Regions from separate parts of the Mus musculus genome. Here region 2 is linked to region 1. Evidence: chromatin contacts called from public HiChIP or PLAC-seq data. All regions are on one chromosome and are shown on one strand. Each heading gives the region's core, a stretch centred on a gene start, on an enhancer-like site or on the middle of the called end of the contact. The rest is flanking DNA. Distances are from core to core; before and after follow the strand shown. Region 1 holds the start of Tph1 (tryptophan hydroxylase 1). Region 2 holds the start of Ldhc (lactate dehydrogenase C).

Region 1 (6,421 bases), core at 1,596-4,095:
AGGAGGAACATTTTAAGGCTCATAAATGCACAGTAACCCACAGTGTCACTACATCAAACTGAAAACATTTGCAGGCCATATGCAATGAGGTTTTGACAACGGCAGCTGACATAATGGCAGAGTCCTTGCTAATATTTTAACTTTGTCACTTGAAAATATTAATATGTCATTAAATAATATCAATACTACATGGCTAGGCATTTTGTTAAGTGTAAAATGCTTTGTTTAGACTCCTCCAATCTCCTTCTCAGCTATTTGTGTCTATCTTTCCTGGGCTGTTTTCTTTCTTACCCATTTCTCAGAGCTGAACATATTTTTATTTCAGCTTTGTGAGTGTGTACCCGAGTGTTGGGCATGCACCACAGGTGTGCAGTGCCCAGAAGAGGAAATCAGATCCCCTCAAATCAGAATTAGAGGCAGTTGTGAGCTGCCTGGTGTGAGCGCTGGAATCTGAACCTGTGTCCTCTGCAAGAACCACAGGGGTTTTTAACCACTGAGCTATTTTTCCACTCTTCCTGAACAATATGTTAGCAAGTTAAGAGACTTCTATAGGCCGTCTCTGAGGAACTGGACTGACAGTACCTTACATTTTAAATAGAACTTCAGAGACCCATTTTTAGATGGACTTTGTGGGAAATCCATACCTGGAAGATTTTCAGCACTTTTATGAGTCCTCCGACTTCATTCTCCAAGGAGAAGATGAGAGTCACTCTCCCTCTTTCGGAGGAATGGTCTTTGTTCTCTTTGTTCTCCTTGTTGTCTTCAATCATGGTGAATCTGAAGTGTGAAAGTTCAGATAAATGAGTGCTAAGCACAGAACTGGCCAGCAGGGGGCAGAAGCGGTGACTCCATCCACCTCCCGCTCCCATTCCTCTATCTGCAAAACCCACGTGTTAGACAGGCTTTTCCAGATGGAAGTGGGACAGAAGGTGAGACACTGCCTAGCATAGCCCCCAGAATGGCAAGAGAACCTCGTGTGTCTCTGCACTTCCCTTTCCTGTCCAGTCTGAACTTCACCCCCGAACTGAGATCTCACTGCCCATCAAATTCGGGTCATGAGTAGCTTCCCCACGTGCTTCACACACATCTTATACCCTAAGACGCTGTAAAGCCCCTTCAGAAAGGGGCCAGGCTTTTGTTTTCTTTGTAACTCAACTACAGCATACAGCTCTAAGGTGAGGCCATACGCTTCCTCTGGATCTTTGATGATGCACATCTTTCTGCTGTACTAAACACTTTCAGACTGGCCTAAAATCGGGTCCTTGTGCTGACAGCCACATTCCCACAACACCAGCAATGCTGCCTGTGGATCTGCCTAACCTTGGGGCATTCCTTCAACAACCCCATGATTTTCTCTGCTATTTCTCTCCCCCTTTAGCCTTCTATTTCCTCTTTGAGCCCCTTTCTAGCCAGGTAAGAAAAGGGTCACCCTTAAATGGAGAGGTTTACCCTCAAAGGCAGGGGTCACCCTCAAAGGCAGGAGATCACCCTCAAAGGCAGAAGATCACCCTGAAAGGTTAAGGAGTCACCCTCAAAAAAGAAGGAGTCACCCTCAAAGGAGGGGCAGGATCCTCACCTGAATAAAGATGTGGCAGTGTGCAGGATCCAGCACAGGAAATAAGACCGGCCAAGAAGAAGGCCATCTGTTTAGCAGCCTTGGCAGGGCATAGTGAAGGGTACGTGCACACCACCAACTCTTTCCTTAGCTTCATCACCAGTAAGAGAAGCTTCGAGGTCTCGTCTGGGAAGCACGGTGAGGTGTTTGAAAGTGGTGGGGGCAGAGTTTGAAGGTAGGATTGAAAGGTACAGTGAATGGTTTGGGAAGAATCCCCGGGGATAGTGGTTTTCTTTTCTAAATGGGATGTGGGAATGAAGTGGAGGTGAACTGTAAGCAGAAAGGCTTAAGCCCAAGGGAGACAAAGGAACCCTCCAGAAGTGCCAGGCAGAGGCTGCCTCCCTCCAAATGATCAGAAAGATCAAGGGCAGCAGCTACAACACATGGACATATGAACTCCAGTGACTGAGTCTGTGACCCTGGAACACTCGGTTAGGATCCCACCCTTGAGCCGGCCAGTGGTGGCATGTGTTTTTAATCCCAGCACTCAGGAGTCAGAGGCAGGTTGATCTCTGTGAGTTCGAGGCAGGCCTGGTCTACAGAGTGACGGCCAGTCTTCCATGGAGAAACCCTACCTTATAAAGGAAAAAGAATCCCACCCTTGCCATCCCACAGGCACAAGCTTCTGGGGCCTTGACCTCCACCTCCATTCCAAGACGGCTAGGGTGGACCATCAACCAAGTTCACTTAAAACCTCTGAAAATCAGATCATTACATTTAATCGGGGTTACTTTTACCTGGACTGTTAACTAGCCCTGAATCTCAAGGACCTATGCCTCTGTCAATTGTGACCTGGGATAGAGCTGCAGAGTGCAGATGTGGTGCTGAGAGAAAGGTCTAGCATCGAAGATTCCCTTCCTTTGATGGCGCTTAAGGGAAGGTTACCGTTATAGAGGAAGAAGAAAAGAGATATTACCCCTTGGATGGAAAAGAAAGAAGATTAATATGTTCTTGCTGGCAAGAAGTCACAGAGACACAGGGTTCCCAATAAAGCCGAAATCCAACGTGGGACAGAGTCTGCTCCTGGCACACAGGAGGTCCTCAAGAATAGGGTCTGCTATCCCCCAAGAAGCTCTAAAGGAACGAAGAGCAGAGCCCTGAGGGGTAGGACTTCACCTGGTTCCTACTAGAAGTTGATCCCGTCCTTGCTGGGAGTCTTCTGATCCGATGTCCCAGGGAGGGGCTATCCCACTCACCCACTCACCTCAGAGCCACTGGAGTTTAAAGAGTCACTTGAGGATGGGAGCTGACGCCTCTTATAGGAGAAGCGCATCGTCAGAACGGCCAATGGGCGCCGGGCGCACGGTTGAGGATATAGCAGTGCGGGAGGAGGGCGAGGAGGGGGCGGGAACAGCGCGGGTGTGGGCGGGAGCAGCTTGCCCTGACCTCTTAGTCGCTGTCTGCTGTCTGCTCTGCAACCCAGGCGCCGGTCTCATTCACAGCTATTCTCGTAGAGTTTTAATTAAGTTAATGTTGACGCATCCTCAGCCACAAAAAGTCTGAGTAAGATTAAACAATCCGTTTAGAACTTCCCTCCAAACCACCATCACACCTGCTATTGACACAATGACCTCCCGCGGGGCTTGGACCCAGTCTCTGGGATTAGAAACCAAAGCAGGACTTCCCCAGTCTCCAGCCTATCCCTGAGTTTCTGGGTTATCCTCCTGAGGCTGCCTCATCTTTCTCCTAGTGCAGAGCCTTATCCTTTAGGCAGAAGAACTACTGGACGTTTTAGAAGAGCTCACTACTCTTGTGATTAAAAAAGAAAAAGAAATGTACGATGCACGCAGATAACGATGCTGTGCCTGCTGAAATATCACTTTCCCTGCTATACGAACTCGGCTCAGAAGCCAAATAGCATTTATCTGTTGACGATCCGTTATTAGACGCTCTACTAAAGGACCAAAGCATGGTCCCTCTGTATCCTGGGGGACTAGTCTTAGGACACTTCTAGATGCCAGAGTCTGGGGGATGCTCCGGGCTGTTATAAAGAATGTATCATAGCATGCATATATCCTGTAGGCTTCATCTTTAGATTATTTGTCATACCCAATGCAATCTAACTGCTATGTACATATATATAAAATAGTGCTGCCTTGACTTAACAAGGAAAAAACTGCACAAGCAACCAATGCTGGCCTAGAACTCAACAATGCTCCTCTCTCTGCCTCTCCCTCTCCAGTGCTGAGATTCCAAGATAAGCCATCTGGTATGGCCGAACATCCGCTTTTCTGAGGTGTACATTTCTGAGTCTTGACAAGTTGATCCACTTGTCAAGTACGTAACCACTAAACACCAAACGATCAAATACAGGATATTCCCACCCTCCAAAGGTATTTGCTTGTCTCAGTCTTCTCCCCGACGGCCCCTGATTCCCAGGGACAGCCGCTGACCTGATTCTCTTTCTGTTATTTCACCTTTCCTGGAATGAGGGACATGGATGCTTCAGAGGCTGTGGGACTTTTGTGCCAGGCACACATCACAGTGCTTTTGAACTTCAGGTTTGCACAGGTTGTCAGTCCCTTGGCTGAATGTGCATGTATTGCAGGGTGCTATGTGAAGGTTCAGTCGGGGTCTTGCTTGCTCTGTAGCCCAGGCTGGCCTTGAACTCACACACAACCTCCCTGCCCACCCTTCCAATTTGAGATTATTGGCACCAACTTGTCCGATCTCAAATTGCAGGATGCCCATGATTTCAAACCCCCTTATAGTTTTTCCTTTTATCTTTAGAATAATTCGATGGATTTAAAAAATTGTGCTTGCATTATAGATCAGCAAACTGGGGCCCATAGCAAACAGCTCTACAGCCTCCTCCTGCATGGGTTAGTGAGAAGAAGACAGCAAAAGCATTCTGATTTGAGGTCCTGTGTTCTTGCTCAATACCATGAAAACAGAGGCCAGAGTGACTTGGGACCAAGCTGAAGTCAAGGCTGCCATTCCCAAGCTGGGTATCTACAAAGACATGAACTGCCCCACTTAAAAAAAAGAGATGAAGCCAATCCGTTTAATGAGCATTTGATGGAAAAGCTGATGTTGGGCCATGTTAGTGGGCTGAGAAAAGCTAGAAATGTCCCTGAGCCTCTCTGACCAGGCCTGTGAGCATATAGCTCCCACCCCCACTTCTCTGCCATGTATCTTTTTTCTATTATGTGTATTTAGCACACACATGATGATGCATATACAAAGGCCAGAGGACAACTTGCAGGAGTCAGTTTCTCGCTTTCTACCCTGTGAGTTCTGGAAAATCAAATCATCAGACTTGGCAGCAGGTACCCTCACCAGCTGAACCGTCTTGCCGGTTGGTTCTCTCTGCCAGGTTTCTTCTTCTTCTTCTTCTTCTTCTTCTTCTTCTTCTTCTTCTTCTTCTTCTTCTTCTTCTTCTTCTTCTTCTTCTTCTTCTTCTTCAATTTTTATTTTATTTTATGTGCATTGGTGTTTTGCCTGCATGTTTGTCTATGTGAGACTGTCACATCTTGGAGTTACAAACATTTTTGAGCTGCCATGTGTGTGCTGGAAGTTGAACCCTGGTCGTTTGGTAGAGCAGTCAGTTCCCCTAACCACTGAGCCATCTCTCTAGCCCCTCTGCCAAGTTTCTTATATGCCCCTTATTTAACCTCTCTAAATAGCAACATTGTGTCTAGAAGTCCATGTATTAAGGACTGTCAGGACATTTTTAAAGGAAGACACATAGGAGAATCCTACTATCTGGAGCCAGCTTTGCACTGACTTGCCTGTTATATGTAGGGCCCTCATTCTTACTCCCCACTCCTTCCTACATCCTTCACCACAAAGTACCTGTAAATACGTCATTACAGAGTTATCTATGTGATTATTTTTTCACTTAAATCTCCCACAGGAGAAACAATGGTTTGGATTTTTTTTTAATGCTAAATCTTCCCTGGCTAGCCCAGTGCCTGGCACAGAGGCATGCAGTTATGTCTCAATAACTATCTGTGAGAGGTTGAACACAGTGGTGCACATCTGTAATCCCAGCAACCTGGGAAACTGAGGCAGAAAAATCATTTGATTCCAGTAGCTCAAGATCTATTTTCACAACATATCAAATATCTCAAAATATTATTAAAATAGTAACATTATTATGTGATAAAAATGTAATATTGACTATATTATATAAAATATTAGTATATATACTAACTATATTATATGACATATTAGTATATAATATTATTATATATCATATGTGCTATATAATATTATTATCATCATCATTAATATTGGCTGGGAAGATGGGCCAGTCAGTTAAGCACTTACCCTGCAAATATGGGGAGCTAGGTTCAGCTCATAGGACTCAAGTAAAAAGTCAACTGTGGTGGCACACGGTTGACATCCCAGCTCTGGGGAGGGAGAGGCAGGAAGATCCCTGGGGCTTGCTAGCCAGCCAGCCCAGCGGAACTGGGAGTTCCAAGTCAAAAAAAAAAAAAAGTCTGTTCCAGAAAAATAAGGTGGTGGGCTGAGGAGATGGCCGAGTGGGCGAGGTGCTTGCCACGAGTGTAAGGGCCTGAGTGTGAATCCTGGGATCCAGGTGAGCCAGGCTGAGCAGCACATGGCTGGAGACCAAAGAATCCCCAAAGCTCATGGCCAGCTACCCTGGCAGCAAACACATAGAGACTCTGCATCAAACGGGGAGTGGGGGTGCATGAGCACCCCAGGTTGTCCCCTTCATATGTTCTGTGATATGTGCATTCCTACACACACACACACACACACACACACACACACACCATACATACCTATACATACTCATAAATACATACATAAAATGAAGGCCAAATAACTGATAGGACT
Region 2 (6,393 bases), core at 1,520-4,019, 190 kb after region 1:
CTGAGAGTTCTCTGTGGCAGAGCCTGCTCTCAGGAGCTGGCTTAAATTTAAAACAACAACAACAACAACAAAACAACTTTTAATTGCCCTTGTACTTAATGGTGGTCTGTAACTTTGTTGTGTGGACCAGAACATGCAGACACACTGAGTTGCAGGCTAGCTCTGAGAGAGTGCTCCTTCAGAGGACCCAGGTTTGATTCCTACCCTATATGCTGGTATGGAAGTTCACACCCATACATCTATAACCACACACACACACACACACACACACACACACACACCCCTGTAGTTTCAGTTCCAGGGGGGTCCAACCCTTCTTTTTTGGACTCCCACACACAACAAACACAGATTGTCTGCAAAAGTCCTCCTTACCTTTGAGCCAACTCTCCATCCCCTAAAGAGATCTTGATCACTTGTCTCTTCCACAAAATGTCACATTGGTCCACTATATTGATGACATTACACTGACTGGATGAAATGACCAGAGGTAGCAACCATTAAAATATATGGGAAATAAATCCAACCCAAATCCAAGGGCCTTCTATCTCAGTAAAATTTCTAGGAGTCCAGGGGTACAGAGCACGCAGAGATACTGCCCCTAAGGCGAAGGGTAAGTTACTGCACCTAGCCCCTCCTACCACCAGGAAAGAAGCTCCACAGTGGGTGGGCCTCTTTGGATTCTGGGGGCAGCACGTTCCTCACGTGGGTGTGTTACTCAGGCCCATATACCAAGTGACTCAGAAAGCTGCTAGCTTTGTGTGGGCCCTGGAACAAGAGAAGCCTCGCAGGTCCAGGCAGCTGTGCAAACTGTTCTCCCATTTGAAACATATGATCAAGCAGACCCAATGGTAGCTGGGGTGTAGCGGCAGATAGATGCTGTTGGGAGCCTTTGGCAGGCTACAGGAGGTGGGTCACAGTGGAGACCTTTGAGATTTTGGAGCAAGGCTCTCCCGTCATGTGCAGACTACTGTTTTTCCTTTAAGAGTGTTGGGCCTGTTATTAAGCATTACTGGAAACTGAAGTTTGACAAAAGGACACTAAGTTACCATGAGCTGCCTACCATGAGTTGGGAATTATCTGATGCACCAGGTCAGACTGTTGGCAGAAATGGGGTTCGACAACATAGATTTCCACTCATCAAGGTTAATGCAGTTACTGCCGAGTGACAGAGACCAACACTGAATCCCCTAGCATGACACCATTCTCTGGAGTTTCAGCAAGCTGCAGACCCCTTGCTTCACGGATAGGACACTTTGCCCTTACTGGAGATGACTCTAGTTACGGACTTGCCTTTCCCGCACATAATACTTCTGCCAGAACCACGGGTGGGCTTACAGCATGCCATGTCCACAGTCATTGCTTCTGACCAAGAAACTGGCTTTCCAGCCAGAGAAATGTGACAGTGGGCCCAGCATGCTCATGGACTCACTGGTCTGCCATGTTCCACAGCCACGCTAAAGCACCTGTCCTGGTAAGAGTGAGCTGGCTCCTTGAAGACCCCATCACAGCACTGGTTAAATGGCAGCAGCCTGGAGGGCTAGGGAGAGCTCTCCAGAAGGGAGTGTGTTTGGATCAGCACCCATACACGGCACACTTTCTCCCATAGCCAGGACCCACAGAGCCAGGAATGAAGAGGCAGAAAAAAAAGAGTGGCTCCATTCCCCACCACCCTTAGTGACTCCTCAGGAAATTCTTTGCTTCTTGTTCCTGACACCTAAGTTCTGATGACCGAGAAGTTTTGGTTTTAGAGTGGAGATTGCTCCAGCAATGGCAGAGCATAATATTATTTTGTTACTTCATAACTGTAAGTTTGCCACTGTTAGGAATTGTAAATATCTGATGTGACACCCCCCCCCAACACACACACAAAGAGGTAGCAACCCACAGATTGCGAACCACTGCTTTAGAGAACCCTAACATAGTGTGTGTGTGTGTGTGTGTGTGTGTGTGTGTGTGTGTGTACACATGCATGTGCAAGCTAGTACACACGGAGGCCAGAGGATGCTATCAGGTATTGTTCCCCTGCCCCAAGGTGTCATCCACCCTGTTTTTTGAGACAAGGACACTCATAATTAAAGCTAAGATGGCTGTCTACGGAGCCCCATGGAGCCGCTGTCTCTGCTACCCCCATACATGGATTAATGACTAAGTAACAACTTACACCTTTGTTCTGGGGATTCAAGTCAAACCCTCACGCTTGCATTGGGAGCTTTTTATTGAAGGAGCCTTCTCTCTAGACCAGTAGCGATGTAAAAGCCTCCTAACAGCTAGGTGGTGGGGGCAAATCCCTTTAATCCCAGAGGCAGGTAGATCTCTTGAGTTGGGAGACCAGCCTGGTCTACAGAGTTCCAGGACGGCCAGGGCTACACAGAGAAACCCTGGCTCGAAAGCAAAACAAAACAAAACAAAACAAAAGCAAGCAAACAGACAGATGCCCCCAACCCTCAATGCCTACACACAGATGTAAGGGCAAAGGGTCCATAGGTATGCTCCTCAAACTCAAAGTTCTGCATTTCCTCCCAGCAGAAAAGTGGCCTTTAAAGGGATGCTGGCCAAACTGGCTGCCATCTTCTGTGTGGTCCCAGGGCTTCTACATCTTACACTAGAGGCCTTGGAAACCGTCTGGAGTCGTCTCCTAAAACCTGAGGTAGGCCATGCAGGTGCACGCACCAAGGTACCTGAGCAGGCAGTGGGCGGGGCTTGCGTGCTGACGTTGACTTTGTGACGTTCCTTTTCCGTTATAACTGTTGGCTCCTGGACCCAACAGTTATCCTGGTTTCTTACCTGTGCTGCGGAGTCAGCAGTAAGGTGTGTGTTTTCGGCCTCCCCAGAGGAAGTGGCCAGTGCCTTCTTTCACCTGGGAAGGAAAGCCATTGTAGGCCTGTGAGCTGGGGGGGGGGGGGGGGGGTAGGGGGGAGGGCCTGCAGGGAGGAGGAGCCTGAATGGAGGAGGAGCCTGTCGCCAGAAGTCATCTTTTGCTTCATTGAGGCTTCATTCACTCCCACACTCTAGCTAGAGAAGGCTTTTGCTTCCTTGTGCTCTGCGAACTCCATAGAGTTCCTAGACAGGTGGGATGATCCAGGCCTGCAATCCTAGCACTCTTGAGTGGCTGAGGCTGAGTTCAAGGCCAGCCTAGACTACATATTGACCTCCTGGCTAGCCTTAGATACAATGTGAAACCCTTAACACTCCTCCCTACCAAAAAAAAAGTTGTTTAATGTCTTGCCTACAGGAGTAGGTATTCACTGACGGTCCCTTCTACTCTACAGGCTCAACATGTCCACCGTCAAGGAGCAGCTGATTCAGAACCTAGTTCCGGAAGATAAACTTTCCCGGTGTAAGATTACTGTGGTCGGAGTTGGAAATGTGGGCATGGCGTGTGCTATTAGTATTTTACTGAAGGTAAGTAAGCAATAAAGCCTTCTGGCAGGAAATTAAGCATTAATGGAAACGTGTAAAACCTGTGGTGTTGACAAATTTTAAGTGTTGGCTACGTGTGGTCATTGGCACGGGCCTGTCATCTTAGGACTTGGTAAGTGGAGGCCAAGAAGGTCTGGAGTTCAAGATCATCCACAACTACAGATAACTTTGAGGCTGGGCTGGACTATGTGAAATTCTTGGCCAGAATTCAGAGAGGAGAGGAGAGAAGGGCAGGGCAGGGGAGGGGAGTGGAGGGAAGGGTAGAAGGAGGGAGAAAGGAAATGTTAAGAGAGGGAGAGAAAGAAGAGCAGGGAGAGGAGAGACAGAGAGGCAGAGAGATACAGAGACAGAGTCAGAGATAGAGACAGACAGAGACATAGAGACAGAGAATCAGAGAGATAGAGACAGAGAGAGAGTCAGAGATAGAGACAAAGGGAGACAGAGAGAGACAGAGATTGAGACAGAGACAGAGAGTCAGAGATAGAGACAGAAACAAAGAGACACACAGAGGAGACAGAGAGACAGAAACAGACAAAGACAAAGGCAGACAGATAGTGCCAGAGACAGATAGAGACAGAAATAGAAATAGACACAGAGACACAGACAGAGATAGAGACAAAGAGAGACAGAGACAGAGATTGAGACAGAGACAGAGACAGGCAGGCAGGCAGGCATGGTGGTTTGCAGTGTGATTCTAGCTGAGCAGTTTGCCTGAATTCTGGGATTCCAACCCTGGCCAGCTGAGCGCAGACACTCTCAGATCCTGATTGGAAACTTGCAGAGGAAGGTAGGAAGCTGAGCCAGCTCAATTTCAGAACCCAAAAGTGGAGGTGGGGGAGGCTGAAGGGGAAAGGAGAAAGGGGAACAGGGAGGAAGAGGATGAAAGTCTGGGGAGACAGCTTCCAAGTTCCACTCTGCATCTTAGGCGGGCCGTGCTGCCTAACCCCATCCCACCTGGCCACAGGAGGTAGGTTCTTTTTTTTTTTTTTTTTGCTATGACCAGACAAAAAGCAGACCATCAAGCCGGGGAGATGGTTTAGTGTGCACAGCACTTGCCACACAAGTGTGAGGGAGGATCTGAGATTGAAGCCCTAGTCTCCACAGAAAGCTGGACATGCTCCTGTGTAGCTCTGTGGTCCCAGCACACCTGGAGGTGGGTAGGAAGTGGAGTCAGGAGACGCTGAAAGTTCCTGTGCCTGCTAGCCTGATGTATGCCACAGAAATAAAAATAGAGGCCTTGGATTATATACAAGCAATGTGGAAGGGAAGAGCCTTCCCGAGGTGGCTCAACCCCTGACGTTGGTACCTATGCTGTGGCATGTTCACCACGAAGCATGAATGACTGCACACATACACACACACAAACACACACAAGGATAAGTAATAACAAGAAAATATACCACTGGGAAAATGCAGACTATACAAAAGAGAGATCAGGATTTGCAGTGGATGGTTAACTGAAATTCAGCAGGAACCTAGAAGGGGAAGAAATAATCACACAACAAAAATTTAAGGATGTGGGTCTGTGGCTAATTGAGTTTAAATTCCCCTGCCCTCCAAAAAAGCCTAATCCAGGGGTTGGAGAGATGGTTCATTGATTGACAGTGCTTGCTGCTCTCTCAGAAGACCTGGGTTTGCTTTCCAGCACCCACATCAGTAGCTCAGGAGCACCTGCAACCCTACTTCAAGGGGTTCAGATGCCCTCTTCTGACCTCCGTGGGCACTGCGTGCATGTGGTGGCGCACACCTTTAAGCCCGGCACTTGGGAGGCAGAGGCAAGCAGATTTCTGAGTTCAAGGCCAGCCTGGTCTACAAAGAGTGTTCTGGAACAGCCAGGGCTACACAGAGAAAACTTGTCTTAAAAAACAAAACAAGGGGGCTGGTGAGATGGCTCAGTAGATAAGAGCACCCGACTGCTCTTCCGAAGGTCCAGAGTTCAAATCTGACCTTCAGAGAAACCTTGTCTTAAAAAACAGAGCAAGGGGGCTGGAGAGATGGCTCAGCGGTTAAGAGCACTGACTGTTCTTGCAGAAGTCCTAAGATCAATTCCCAGCAACCACATGGTGGCTCACAACCATCTGTAACGAGATCTGACGCCCTCTTCTGGTGTGTCTGAACACAGCTACAGTGTACTTACATGTAATAAATAAATCTTAAAAAAAAAAAAAAACCAAAGTCCTATTCTAGCTATCATTTGAGAAGTAGAGACAGGAGGATTGCTAGTTTGAAGCTAGCTAGAACTACACAACAAACCCCTGTCTGCAACCCTCAGGAAGGAAAAGAACTGTGATACACATGCGTGCACGTGTATCTCACACACACACACACACACACACACACACACACACACACACATGAATTTAGCAGATGGGGAAGCACAGGTCACTTCTGTGTCCCACATAGGACAAAGCGGTCACCATGACTTTCCCCAGATGGATTGCTGTCTCCAGCACTGTGGCCATTCTGGCCCTCCCAGGAGAAATGATCTGGGATGCTCAGCCATGACAGGCTGAGTATGAAACTGTCAGATTTTTTTTTTCAAGACAAGGTTTCTCTGTGTAGCCCTGGAACTCACTCTGTAGACCAGGCTGGCCTTGAACTCAGAAATCCTCTGCCTCCTGAGTGCTGGGATTAAAGGCTTGTGCCAACCCTGCCCGGCTATATATTTTTTTAAATTAAAAAAAAGCAAGCAATCTTTTCAGGCATGATGTTAAATGCCTGAGGCAGGAGGATTACAAGTTGGAGGCCAGTTTACACTATATAGCAAGACCCTATTTTTTTTTCGATTTTTTAAAGATTTATTTATTTTATGTATATGAGTACACTGTAGCTGTCTTCAGACACACCAGAAGAGGGCGTCAGATCCCCATTACAGATGGTTGTGAGCCACCATGTGGTTGCTGGGAATTATCTTAGGACTTCTGCAAGAACAGTCAGTGCTCTTAACCGCTGAGCTATCTCTCTAGCCCGCAA

What was found. HiChIP or PLAC-seq counts read pairs in DNA pulled down with a chosen protein or histone mark.
Region 2: an H3K27ac HiChIP or PLAC-seq map of embryonic stem cells shows a contact between it and region 1, with 5 read pairs. The contact joins the promoter of Ldhc here to the promoter of Tph1 in region 1. A contact is called at or near these places in 1 of 39 promoter capture datasets (embryonic stem cells), 1 of 115 datasets of contacts at active chromatin or transcription factors (embryonic stem cells) and 3 of 9 other capture datasets (adipose tissue, liver and pancreatic islet).

What each region holds. Positions count from the first base shown.
Region 1 is chr7:46,664,532-46,670,952 of GRCm38.p6, forward strand. It overlaps Tph1 (tryptophan hydroxylase 1), which reads right to left and starts at 2,846. Exons shown (of 11, transcript NM_001136084.2): 1 at 2,732-2,846; 2 at 645-777. The coding sequence starts at 770.
Region 2 is chr7:46,858,494-46,864,886 of GRCm38.p6, forward strand. Ldhc (lactate dehydrogenase C) reads left to right here and starts at 2,770. Exons shown (of 8, transcript NM_013580.4): 1 at 2,770-2,808; 2 at 3,270-3,402. The coding sequence starts at 3,277. It overlaps Gm39011 (a long non-coding RNA gene), which reads right to left and starts at 2,751. Exons shown (of 3, transcript XR_882073.3): 1 at 2,671-2,751; 2 at 373-468.